Linked DNA regions of Sus scrofa: region 1 is linked to region 2. The links are chromatin contacts, called in public HiChIP or PLAC-seq maps. All regions are on one chromosome and are shown on one strand. The core of a region is the stretch at or near the end of the contact, and the rest is flanking DNA. Distances in the headings are between cores, read along the strand shown.

Region 1 (6,221 bases), core at 2,257-4,756, 68 kb before region 2:
CCCCACCCCGGGCCAAGCCACCATCAGTTCCCACATGGATTATGGTAATAGCCTCCTAACTGGCCTCCCAGTTTCTGCCCTTGTTCCTTTAGAGTCTGTTCTCAACCTTGCAGCCAGATGATCCATTTATTTTTGTCTTTGTAGGGGCCACACAGGCAGCACATGGCAATTCCCAGGCTAGGGGTCGAATCAAAGCTGGAGCTGCACGGTCTACGCAGCCACAGCAAAGCCAGATTTGAGCCCTATCTGCGGCCTATACCTCGGCCTGTGGCAACTTCGGATCCTTAATCCTTTGAGTGAGGCCAGGGATCAAACCCACATCCTCATGGATACTAGCTGGGTTCTTAAATGGCTGAGCCACAACAGGAACTCCCAGATGATCCTTTTAAAATGCTGACTTAGACCACATCACTCCTCCACTCAGGACATTCCAATAGCTTCTGTCTCATTCAAGGTAAAAGGCAAGTCCTTATGATGGCCTACAGTGCCACATGCTCTGTCCCCCTCCCCCACCCCCATTACCTCTCCAACTTCGTTTTCTATTTTGCTTCCCCTCAGTCACTGCACTGGCCAGGGGGAAGCCGCACTGGCCCCTCAGTGAACTCAGGGGACGGCTCGAGGTCAGGGCCTCTGCACTTGCTGTCCATGCTCTCAAAATGCTCTTCCCCTGTTTAGTTTACTGTATGACCCAACCCCTCATCTTCAATTCTTTTTTTTTTTTTTTTGGCTTTTGTCTTTTTAGGGCCATACCCACAGCCTATAGAAGTTCCCAGGCTGGGGGTCGAATCAGAGCTACAGCTGCCGGCCTACACCACAGCCACAGCAATGCCAGATTTGAGCCGCATCTGTGACCTACACCACAGCTCACGGCAATGCTGGATCCTTAATCCACTGAGCGAGGCCAGGGATCAAACCCACAATCTCATGGTTCCCAGTCAGATTTGTTTCCACTGCGCCATGATGAGAACTCCCTCATCTTCAATTCTTTGCTCAAATGGTGCCTTTTCAGTGAGGCTTTCCCGGACCACCCCACCTAAAACTGTATCCTCTCTCCATACACCCCAATCCCCTTCCTTGCTTTATTTTTACCTTTTTATCCTTAGCAATTATCACTCTGGCACACTGAATCACTTATTTATTTGTGTATCACCTGCTTCCCCCAGCTAGACTCTAAGCTCCAAGATGGCAAAGCTTTATGGCCGTTGTGTTGAGTGATCACTCTCCCGAGCATCCAGAAGATTAGTGCCTGGCACATGGTGGAGGCTTAATACTTATTAACTGGGTGAATGAATTCAAGCATCTAGGAAAAGGGATCCCAAATGAACCCAAAACTCCATCAGACAATTCTTCTCCATCTACCTGGGGCCACTTGGCACCACCTCCTCCCCCTCACCTGGGCCTCACTCAGCCCCAGCTCGATGTTTTCCATGGATCGGCGCAGCTGCCGGGCCTTCTCGTGCACCAGCCCTTCTTCATGGCCTCCCTGCTGCAGACACTCGATGGTATGCGAGAGGCTTTGCAGCACTGCCTGGTGCTCACTGTGTAGAGCCTCCAGCCCTTGGCTCACCAGACGGGTGCTCCCCAGGATCTCCTCCTGGCTGAGCCGGTGCCCTGCAGACTCATCCCGCTGTCCCAACACCAGGCCCGACATCCTGGCCAGGGGACCGTGTCTGGGCTACAGAGAAACAACAGAGCTCAGCTGAAGTCAAAATAACAACGAGGGCTGAGCGCCCTGGTTAGAGGCTGGCAGGGGTGGTGGAGGGGGGAGTCCAAGTGAAGGAAAAGAGCAAATGGAGGGGGGGAACCCTGTGGTTTAATTGGAGAGAACAAGTGACCAGTGAGGAGGCAGCCTGCGACACTAGACACAAAACTAAGGTTGGGGGAGATAGAGAAGGAGAGGAATTGACTTGAACGAAGAAAAAGTATAGAAGGAACAGAGGTGCTGAGAAGTACCAGAGGGACTGAGCTAAGGAACAGAATGGAAAAGGAGTTGGAGACAGATTTGGGGTTAAGAAAAGGAATCAGGAGAGGAGAGACAGCCCTCTAGGGAGCACAGAGGGTGTTTGAGAGCACTGCAAAGGGAACGAGGTTAAAGCAGGCAGGAGATATGCTGAAAATAGTCAGAATTTTTTAAAAAGTGCGGGGAGAAATAGGTTTCAAATCAATGTTTAAATCAAGAAAGAGAAGGAAAAGAAAAAAAATAGGAGCCTTCATCACAGGACCCAGATGAGAGGCACCTAGAGGTGCGGGTCGCCCACAGAGCTAAGCCCAGCATCTGCAAACCTGGTCAGCCCTGCCTCTTTCCCCACATGCCTGAAACCTCAGGCCTCAGGCTGTCTGACTACTTCCTCAAAAGGGCCTTGTTTCTCATCTTTGAAGTCTTCTTACCTGTATATAACCCTTGGTTGTGGCGTTCAGGCAGGAGCCCGGAAGAAACTCTGTTCAAGCAGCCAGGGACTCAGAAGGATCTGCCCTGCCCAAAGTCCAGAAGTCCAGCGTTCCCACCCCTTCTCTCACCACTTCACAGCCTCCCGAGGACCTGGCATAGAGCCCCACCCAGGACAAACACCCTCCCTCCCCTGCCCACAGGTCTTCAAAGACGACCAAGGTCCCTCCTCCTTCCAGAAGCCAACCTCCCACCCCAAGCCTGGGAGCTATTTTCTCCCAAGAAGAGAGTGAGATCTGATCTGAGACCTGAGGCAAGGGGCGTGTCTGGGAACGGGTGAGGAGGAAGACCTGGTCACTCTTTGCCCAGTCATCTCTATGGCTTTGTCTCTATCATGATCACGTACTAACATACTAACAGGCTCTGAGAGTCAGCGTAGAGTGCCTCCCAGGTGCCCGATGATGCAGGGAAGAATGGCAGGTCCGCTGAGTGGCTGCGGGATCACAGAGGATCTCGGCGCTAGGACTTGGTCTCCCCGGCCTGGGAATGCGGTGAAGTGTCCCAGGCTGTCGACCTGCCCTGAGGCCCAGGGTGGGGAGAGAGTGCGATGGGCAGGAGAGAAGGGAGGAGGTGCGGGGTGATGACCCAGGTCCGCGTCGCGGGCGAGGAGGACCAGGGGCCGGATTATCCCGAGGTCAAGGAGTCAGTTGGTAGCGCAGGGGGCGGGGCGGACCGTCTGTCCGTCCGTCTGGACGCCGAGGGGGCGGGAAGAATCCCGGGGGGCGGAGTTTTTGAATCCGACTCGAGTTGTTTGAGACTGCTCGGAAGGGCTCATTTCTTAATCTGTCCGGGAGTGCAAGAAAGAGGTAGCAGGATCTCAACTCTCTGCCCCAAAGTACCCTTAAAGACTCACCCGCAGTCTGATGATCTGGCTACAGCTCTTGCCGGTACTGCCCCTTTAAATCCATCATGGCTGCCGCTCAAGGCAATTGTTTTGACGGCTCTGAGGGGCGGGGCCTGTTCCCCAGTCACGCGACCTATGAGCCGCCGGGGGATTGGGTCTACCTGGCACAGGGAGGAAAGGAGGTGTGTGTCCAACTTGGTCTCGGGTTCTCCGCCCGCCTCTTTTCTTTTTACGTCAGGATGGAGCGACGGCACTTGGACCAGTTAGCGTCATCCAGTAGCGCCAGGGTTCCTCGCTAAAGGTGATGGTGGTGTGCTGAACCCAACCGAGCCTGGCCAATCATGGCCCTGCGGGTATTGACCCGCGCTCTTAGCTCTCTGAGCCTGACGCCCCGGATCGCTGTCGCCCCCGGCCTAAACCTGCTCCCGGCCGTCCAGGTAATCTACCTTACCGGGAGTGAGGCTGTTTCCATTTGGCAACCGGAGATGGGGCACCAGGAGACGCGGGGGGGGGGGTGCGAGTCTGGTTAGGAGTCACGCCGGCCCGTGACCTTGGATAAGTAACTCTCAGCCTCAGCTTTCTCCTCTGTAAACGTTGCTATCTCATAGGGTCGCTGGATTCCTCAGACAAGATATTGAAGATGAAGTGCCTCACAGACAAATGTACAGCTTTCAATAATAACTTACGTTTATTGAGTGTCTCATAAGCCAAGTCAAATAAACTTTTAAATAAATGAATTCCTTTCAACCAGTTTATAAGTTATTATCATTACCGTGTTACACATGAGAAAACTGATATGTAATCCAAGCTCGTACACCAACTATTGGAGCTAGGCAGACTGGCTTATTATATATTATTATAACCATTAAGGATGAGTTAAAAGAATTAGAAAATTCAGGGCAAGATACCAAGACTAGGGGCCTAACATATGAAGAAATCACAAGATTCCTAGTGGGCTGGGCAACTGGTGAGTTACAGAAAAGAAGTTTGTCTTACCTCTCTAGACCTTTCAGACTGATGGTGGAGTTTGGCAGATGGATACTTAAAATTCAAAACCAAACCAACCTACAATGTGAAATGTTGGGACTACAGCAATGAACAAAACATAAATGGTCTCTCCCCTCCATTCACATCTGAAAAACTCAGAAACATAATGCAGTAAAATGGTCACAGGGCATTGCTGATGGTGGCACATGAATATATAGAAGTTATCAGCTCTGGAGAAGTGAGTTGTTTAGGGAAAGAAAAGTTTCTTGGAGAAGGAATGTTTTGAGCCAAATTTGGAAGAAGATGCACCAAAGGGAGAACACTCCATTGAAGAAACACTTCAGAGGTGAGAGGATCAGGGGAGAAGAGGTAATCAGCACACATATATCTAGATAAAGATTTCCCACTGGTATTTGTGCAAGCTGTGAAGGGTGGAGTTTTGGACACCTATTCTGGGACATTTCCAGGAGGAAGCTACAAGCTAAACTTTGTGCCCTCTCCCTTGGTTCTCCGAGGCTTCTCCTTTCTTTTGACTTTTTATGGCCACACCCACAGCATATGGAGGTTCCCAGGCTAGGAGTCGAATCAGAGCTGCAGCCACCAGCCTGTGCCTTAGCCACAAGGGATCCAAGCCATGTCTGCAACCTATATACCACAGATTCTTTTTTTTTTTTGTCTTTTCTAGGGCTGTACCTGCAGCATATGGAGATTCCCAGGCTAGGGGTCTAATCAGAGCTGTAGCTGCTGGCCTACACCAGAGCCACAACAATGCGGTATCCAAGCTGCATTTGCAACCCACACCACAGCTCAGGGGCATGCCGGATCCTTAACCCACTGGGTGAGGCCAGGGATCGAACCTGCAACCTGATGGTTCTTAGTCGGATTCATTAACCACTGAGCCACAATGGGAACTCCATATATCACAGATTCTTAACCCACTGAGTGAGGCCAGGGATCAAACCCAAATCCTCATGGCCATTAGTCGGGTTCATTACCGCTGAGCCACAATGGGAACTACCCACCTTCAATTAGCTTGCAAGTGAAATTGAATTCTGTTTATCTCTAGGTGACGAACAATGTCCTCCTTACGCTGCCCTCTGGCTTGATGTCGCTTCCCTGTCGCCCAATCCTTACCTCTGTGGCCCTTAGTGCTACGTCTGTGTCGTGGAAGAGTCGTACCAAGTATACCGTTATGCCAGTGAAGATGAGGAAGTCTGGGGGCCGAAACCACACAGGTGGGGGCAGGGGCAAGAAGATTTAAGCAGTAAAGGGGGAAAACATGGTAGGACCCTAGGTCTATATTTTGATACAGCCAGAGGAATGTAAGTAGAAAGCAATTATTGGACTCCTTCTGCATGTAGTAGGTGTGTAAGAATGAGAGGGTTGAAATCAAAGCAACAGACAAGTGGTCTGTGCGCCTAAAGATAATCTAGGTAATTGAAAACCAGCCATACTCAGGAAGTTGCACGATATTTTTCTTCATACCCCTCAAAAAGTTACAATAGAAATTGAACCCAAGTTAACATGGCTCTTAGTAAACTTAGTTAAAATTACTGAATTCAGTAATTTGTAGATATTTTTATCTGGAAGTGTTTTGTGTTTTTTTTTTTGTTTTTTTGTCTTTTTTGCCATTTCTTAGGCCGCTCCCGTGGCATATGGAGGTTCCCAGGCTAGGGTCCAATCAGAGCTGTAGCCGCCAGCCTACGCCAGAGCCACAGCAACTCGGGATCTGAGCCACGTCTGCAACCTACACCACAGCTCACGGCAATGCCGGATCCTTAACCCACTGAGCAAGGGTGGGGATCAAACCCACACCCTCAAGGTTCCTAGTCGGATTCGTTAACCACTGCGCCACGACGGGAACCCCCCAGAAGTTTTATATTTCAGTATCCTAATTGTGTTTTTACCGAGCTCCATGTAGGTGTTCACCCCCACTTACCCCAA
Region 2 (6,181 bases), core at 2,682-5,181:
GGGGGTGGGGAGGGGGGTTAGTTCTGGAGGGAGGTGCTGTCTCAGATAAAGAGCTGTCCCAAACGGCAAATGCGTGGGGGGATGGGGAGGAGATGAGGGAGAAAAAGCAGGGGACTGACCTGGGAGTGGGGCAGGATCAGAAGGGAGGAGATTATCCTGGGCCGGGGGTCCGTGCGGAGAGGAAGGGAGGTGCATGTGGGGGGACTCTATCCGGGACAAGGGGAGGGAGCGTTCCCAGCTGCGGCACGAGCTGGGGGTGCGACCAGCAGCGGGGGCGGAGGGCTGGCCCCGGGAGTCTTGCGGGGGCCGGACGGGAGGGTCAGTCTGAGGCTGTCCCGGGCCTGGCTCGGGCCCCTCCCAGAGCTCCGCGCAGGCCCCGAGGCGGAGGCGCGGGGGAAAGGGCCAGGCTCACCTTCTCCTTTTTCAGTTTATAGGGCATCTCGGCCCGTCCGGACCCTGCCCGGCTCCTGCGGCCCCGCTCCGGCTCGGGCTTTGCTCGGCCGCACTCGGCCCGCTCGGCGTCTCTTCGCCACCGCCTGCGCGCTGCGCCCGGGTCGAGTGGTGTCTGCTCCTCCAATTGGCCCGAACTCTTACAAACCTGCCTGACAACCAGGAGCCGCCTTCTCCGATTGGTCGCTGGAGCCAAGCGGCTTCCTTTTTTTTCTCATTGGAAAGGAAGAGTACAAACCGCCAGGGTTCGGCTCCAAGAATTGGCTGAAGTGGGAGGTCCCGCCCTAAAGGGGGTCGAGCTTAGCGTGGGAGGCGGGGGTCAGGGGAAGCCCAAGCTTAGTACCCAGTGCCGCACTCTGGCGTCTCCTGTGCGTCAGCCTCGGCCCTTCTTCTCAACTCGTTCCCTTCTAAAGTGGTTCTTATTCTTTCCCCACTGCTACTCCGCCCGGTCCGAATTGAGGGAAAGAAGCCCTAAAATGAAGGGTACCTTTTTTCATCTGAGTAACGTAGCATTAATTGCCTATGCAAAATTTGTAGAAAGCTCCCAGGAGTTTTCGTGGGCATCCGTTTCCTGTTTCCTAGACGGCTTGAGGAGGATCAAAGGGAAAGCCTGGAAGGCCGGGACCGAGGTGAAATAAGATGAGAATCCTGGGTTTGTTTCAACTTTGGAAAGAGGATCCCGGTTCCTACTGCATATGTCCTGAGGTTGTGGGACCTGCTAGACCTGAGCACGTGGGAACGCAGTGGAAGTGCTACTTCACTGTTGAGTGGGGAAACACATCCCTCACTTCCCACCCTGCCGAAGCCAGTGTCCTAATAGATAAGATCAGTTCCTGCCCTCAAGGAATTCAGTCTGGTGCAGCTGACAGTGGTGTATACACAGATGATTAAAATAAAATGTTAAAAATCATACAAACCTAAAGGTAGCTGGAGGAATATGTTTTAGAAAGTCAGCTCCAGTAGCAGATTGGCTAAGTGAAGAAACTGGAGAAAGTTCAAGCCTGTGGTCCTTGCTCAGGAGAACAGTGTTATAAGGTGGTGGCCATTGGCTTGGAGAAGGAAGAACAGAATTGGGAAATGTGTAGTATCAACAGGATTTAGTGATTCATTGGATTGTGGGGAGGACCGTATGGGAAAGGGAGGCATTGAGGATGACTTCTGGAAGCCATCAGAGATGTAGGAGGAAAACTGGTGTCATAATAGCAAAGGAAGTGTAAGAGGCTTGGTCAATAGTGTCAGATTCCAAAGAAAGTTTGAGTAAGATCAAGATCAAATGGCATCAACCCGCCATTAAAAGGTTATAGGCGATCTCCGCAGGAAAATTTCAGAAGAGCAGAAGGTTATAGGGGGTTGAAGACTGAACAGGAGATGGAAGTAAAAACAACACATCTAGGCTTCTGACTATCTTCTGTATGGGAGTAATATTTGGCTTTCAGTGACTAATGACAATTGCAAGGTAATAAAGAGTGGATGGCATGCTAACCATTATTTGCTAGGGGAAAAGCTTGGGAGGAAAGGATGTTTATTTTTGGGTGGATATTTGTGTCTGTATGGGTGCTGACCCAGGCAGGACACCAGATGTATTTACCCACTCCTAAGGTCTCAAGGAGCACCACAGCCCCAAGGCCTGGAGCTTTCCTGCTGCCATGTAAAGCAGGCATATCCTCTTTGGACTCCCCCCACCCCAATCCTCCCAGTCCTTGGTCCCTCTAAGTGGCAGGAACTACCAAATGGAAACTTTTATCCTTGTGAATTCAGATACCTAGTACATTCTTGCATGCTGTTTTGAAGATGTGGAACTAGGCATTTTCAGGTTTAGGACTAGAGGTAACCTCCAGGAACTATAATCAAACACTTAAAAAAGTATTTTCTTATCTCTCTAGGGATAAAAATATCTTATAACATGTAAACCTAATAGTCACCCTTTCAGGTTTTCAGAAAATTCTCAGCAATGCAGAATGTACAAGGTAGAAGACTGCTTCAAGATGTAAGAAAGAATGGAGTTCCTGTTGTGGCTCAGCGGTAACAAATCTGACTAGTATCCTTGAGGATGAGGGTTCAATCCCTGGCCTTGCTCAGGGAGTTAAGGATCTGGTGTTGCCGTGAACTGTGGTGTAGGTTGCAGACAAGGCTTGGATCTGGTGTTGCTGAGGCCATGGTGTAGGCTGGTGGCCACAGCTCCGATTCGACCCCTAGCCTGAGAATCTCCATGTGCTGCGGGTATGGCCCTAAAAAGACAAAAAAATTTTAAAAAGATGTAGGAAAGGAGGAGTTCCCATTATGGTGCAGCAGAAACTAATCCAATTAGTATCCATGAGGATGCAGGTTTGATCTCTGGCCTCGCTCAGTGGGTCAGGGATCCGGCATTGCCATGAGCTGTGGTATAGGCCACAGATGTGGCTCAGATCCCACGTTGCTGTGGCATAGGTCAGCAGCTAGAGCTCCGATTTGACCCCTAGCCTTAGAACTTCCATATGCTGCTATGTGTGTGGCCCTAAAAAGAAAAGAAAAAAAAAATGCAGGAAAGGAGAAAGTTGGGTAGTAGCTGGTAGAGAATGCAAAATGCAAGGTCCAGAAAGTACATTGCCACCAACCAACCCAATCATTCTAAATGCAAGTATGTTGTTACTAACTGGAAGTATGGCCAGTCAGTGTCCAAGTGCACAGGACACTTATACGGAGCAGTGGAGGTGGAGCCAAGGATGGATTCTAAGTAACAGCACAGATGTTGGGTTAGTACTCATGACTGAAGCCTTGAACCCCTCTCTTCTGCCTCCTCTGCTGCCCACCCGTCTCTAATGGATCTCTAGTCAGGTAGGATTGGTGGGGGGGGCGAGCAACTGGTTTTGGAAAGATGAAAAAGTAAAGCTCCTTTGTCTTTGCCTCAGGTTTGATGGGAATAGAACAAACAGGACAAGAAACACTGGAACGTGGGTTTTGTGTAGGATGTGTTGGAACAGGTGTGGCAGCACCAAGCACTCCAGGGCTACATGAATCATATGCAGTAATTCAGCCAGCAGCCACTCCATATCCATGAGCACATCCAAGACAGTTTTATAATCTGACTGCTCCCTCCTGCAACCTTCCCCACAACCCCCAAACCTCAGTGCCAACAGTGCCACAGAGTGAACTCCTGCCTAAACACTCTACCTACAGCTCCCAGACGCGGGCAGGAGTTTAGTCCAGGGCATGCTGACCTTTCATTGATCAATCAATAAACTGCTAAGTACATGCTCTGCGGCAGGGTAATTGACAGGACGTTACTCCCCAAGCAGGCGTGGAAGGTAAATCCCTGTAAACACACCTCAAAGGGTGCGTGCGTAGACTACCCGACCACAATTACTGTGCTACTGCCATCAAGACATCAGCCAGACCAGCCCAAGGCACCACCCTCTCTGAGCAGCTCTAGCGCCCTACGCCTCGCCCACTTCCCTCGCGCCTCCCCTGACGGAAGCGGAAGCGGCGTGTGAGCTGCCCCGGCGTCCGGCTTCCCGGTTACGGAAGCTGCGCTCCGCCGTGGAGCTCTTTGGTCTCTTGTCACCATGGCACTGGCAGTCCTGCGGGTGCTGGAGCCCTTCCCGACCGAGGCACCCCCGTTGGCGGTGCTGCTGCCACCCGAGGGCCCCTGGCCTGCGGCGGGGCTGGGTCTGGTGCTGGCGCTGCGGCCTGCAGGGGAGAGCCCGGCAGGGCCCGCGCTGCTCGTGGCGGCCCTGGAGGGGCCAGGCACAGGCACCGAAGAGCAGGGGCCGGGCCCCCCGCAGCTGCTAGTTAGCCGCGCTCTGCTGCAGCTCCTGGCCCTGGGCTCCGGGGCCTGGGTGCGGGCGCGGCCGGTGCGGCGGCCCCCAGCGCTGGGCTGGGCGCTGCTTGGCACCTCGTCAGGGACTGGGCTCGGACCGAGAGTCGGGCCGTTGCTGGTGAGGCGCGGAGAGGCTCTGCCAGTGCCGGGACCGCGGGTGCTGGAGACGCGGCCGGCGTTGCAAGGGCTGCTGGGCCCAGGAACGCGGCTAGCTGTGACTGAGCTCCGTGGGCGGGCCAAACTGGGTCCAGAGACTGAGGACAGCAGCCGGCCCCCACCGCCACCCTTGGTGTCCTCCTTCGCGGCTTCTGGCACGGTCCGGCGACTCCGGGGAGTTCTGGGAGGGACTGGGAACTCGCTGGGGGTGAGCAGGAGTTGTCTCCGTAGCCTCGGCCTTTTCCAAGGCGAATGGGTATGGGTGACCCGGGTCGGAGAGTCATCGATCACTTCCCAGCCACACCTGGCCACGGTGCAGGTCCTAGAGCCTCGATGGGACCTCTCTGAAAGACTGGGACCTGTTTCTGGGCAGCTGGGAGAGCCCCTCGCTGACGGACTGGCCCTTGTGCCTGCCACTCTGGCTTTTAATCTCGGCTGTGATCCCCTGGAAGTGGGAGAGCTCAAAATTCAGGTAGGATACAGGACTGAAGTCAGGAATGCGTTCTCTTCTTTATCCCCCCCTTCTTTGTCTTTAGCTGAACTGGAAGACCAGAGCTATAGAATTTGGGTTCCTTACTCCCTAGATCTTGGACTTTCTGCTTAATGCCTCCTAGGCTTATGTATCCATTCTCTACAATTATGTTGGTGGTGTATGGGAAGAGCCTTCACTATTCCTGTGAAAGGTGAGAGTCACAGTCAAATTACAGATCGAATCAGTTTTTTTGTCCATTTGCTGCTGCGTGTCCAGTATTGTGCTGGGCAGTGTGGAGGATGCTACCTCAGTGCTTATCCTTGACTTCAAGTTCCTTCCTGGCCTTCTGGCCTCCTCTGTTAAGAGCCTACCTTCCTTTCCTTCAAGGCCCATCTAAAGATGCCACCTCCTTCTCAAAGCCTCGTATACTCTCACCACAACAAATTTAACATTACCTCTTCATTTTGTACCTTTCAGGGAGCATTTATTTTATTGTCTTCTTATAATCATGTAATCTGTCTAGTCCTCAATTTTATATTGTAAATTCCTTGAAGGAAAGGGCCCTTTATTATCTTTAGTGCTTAGTATTTCACTTTAATATTTTATGAAATATATCCAAGAGAAGTTTTTGCTTTCTGCCTTTAAGGAGCTTACTTTTAAGAAGATGGTTGTGTTGAGGGGGACAAATATAATCTAATGGTTTTTTGTTTTTTGGGGGTGTGTGTGTGTCTTTTTAGGCATATTGAATTTCGAAGGCCAGGGACTGAATCTGAGCTGCAGCTGTAGCAACACCAGATCCCTGAACTCATGCCTCTGCAGCGACCTGAGCCACTGCAGTTGGATTCTTAATCCACCACACCACAGTAGGAACTGTCTGATGTGTCATTAAGCACCTAGATTATGGTTTAGTCCTGCACAGTCCAGTAGGGAAGCCACTAGCCACTTGGTGGTTCTTTAAATCGGTTGAAACTAAATAAAGTTAAAAATTCAGTTCTGGAGTTCTCTTGTGGCACAGTGGGTTAAGGATCTGGCATTGTCACTGCAGTGGCTTGGGTCACTGCTGCAGCACGGGTTCAATCCCTGGCCCAGGAACTTCCACATGCTATCAGCATGCCCCCCCCCAATTCAGTTCTTCAGTTATTTTAGTCACATATCAAGTGCTCCATAACCACATGTAACTATAGAACATTTCTATCACTGTAGAAAGTTATGTTCGGAAGTGCCGGACCAGGCAGTTAGTGCTACGGAATGTCAAGAAGAGATAGAAGGTGTGCGTGAGTGCAGGTGCGGGTTTCCCTCAGAATGGA

The links. HiChIP or PLAC-seq counts read pairs in DNA pulled down with a chosen protein or histone mark.
Region 1: an H3K27ac HiChIP or PLAC-seq map of alveolar macrophages shows a contact between it and region 2. The contact joins the promoter of KLC4 here to the promoter of PEX6 in region 2. A contact is called at or near these places in 2 of 5 promoter capture datasets (fetal liver and liver), 7 of 47 Hi-C or Micro-C datasets (alveolar macrophages, blood, embryonic fibroblasts and 3 more) and 2 of 2 datasets of contacts at active chromatin or transcription factors (alveolar macrophages and skeletal muscle).

Annotation. Positions count from the first base shown.
Region 1 is chr7:38,117,959-38,124,179 of Sscrofa11.1, reverse strand. KLC4 (kinesin light chain 4) reads right to left here and starts at 3,506. Exons shown (of 16, transcript XM_001929222.4): 1 at 3,300-3,506; 2 at 1,394-1,675. The coding sequence starts at 1,651. MRPL2 (mitochondrial ribosomal protein L2) reads left to right here and starts at 3,512. Exons shown (of 7, transcript NM_001185067.1): 1 at 3,512-3,727; 2 at 5,344-5,512. The coding sequence starts at 3,632.
Region 2 is chr7:38,050,106-38,056,286 of Sscrofa11.1, reverse strand. PEX6 (peroxisomal biogenesis factor 6) reads left to right here and starts at 3,931. Exons shown (of 17, transcript NM_001110426.1): 1 at 3,931-4,874. The coding sequence starts at 3,993. It overlaps PPP2R5D (protein phosphatase 2 regulatory subunit B'delta), which reads right to left and starts at 698. Exons shown (of 16, transcript NM_001113451.1): 1 at 413-698. The coding sequence starts at 439.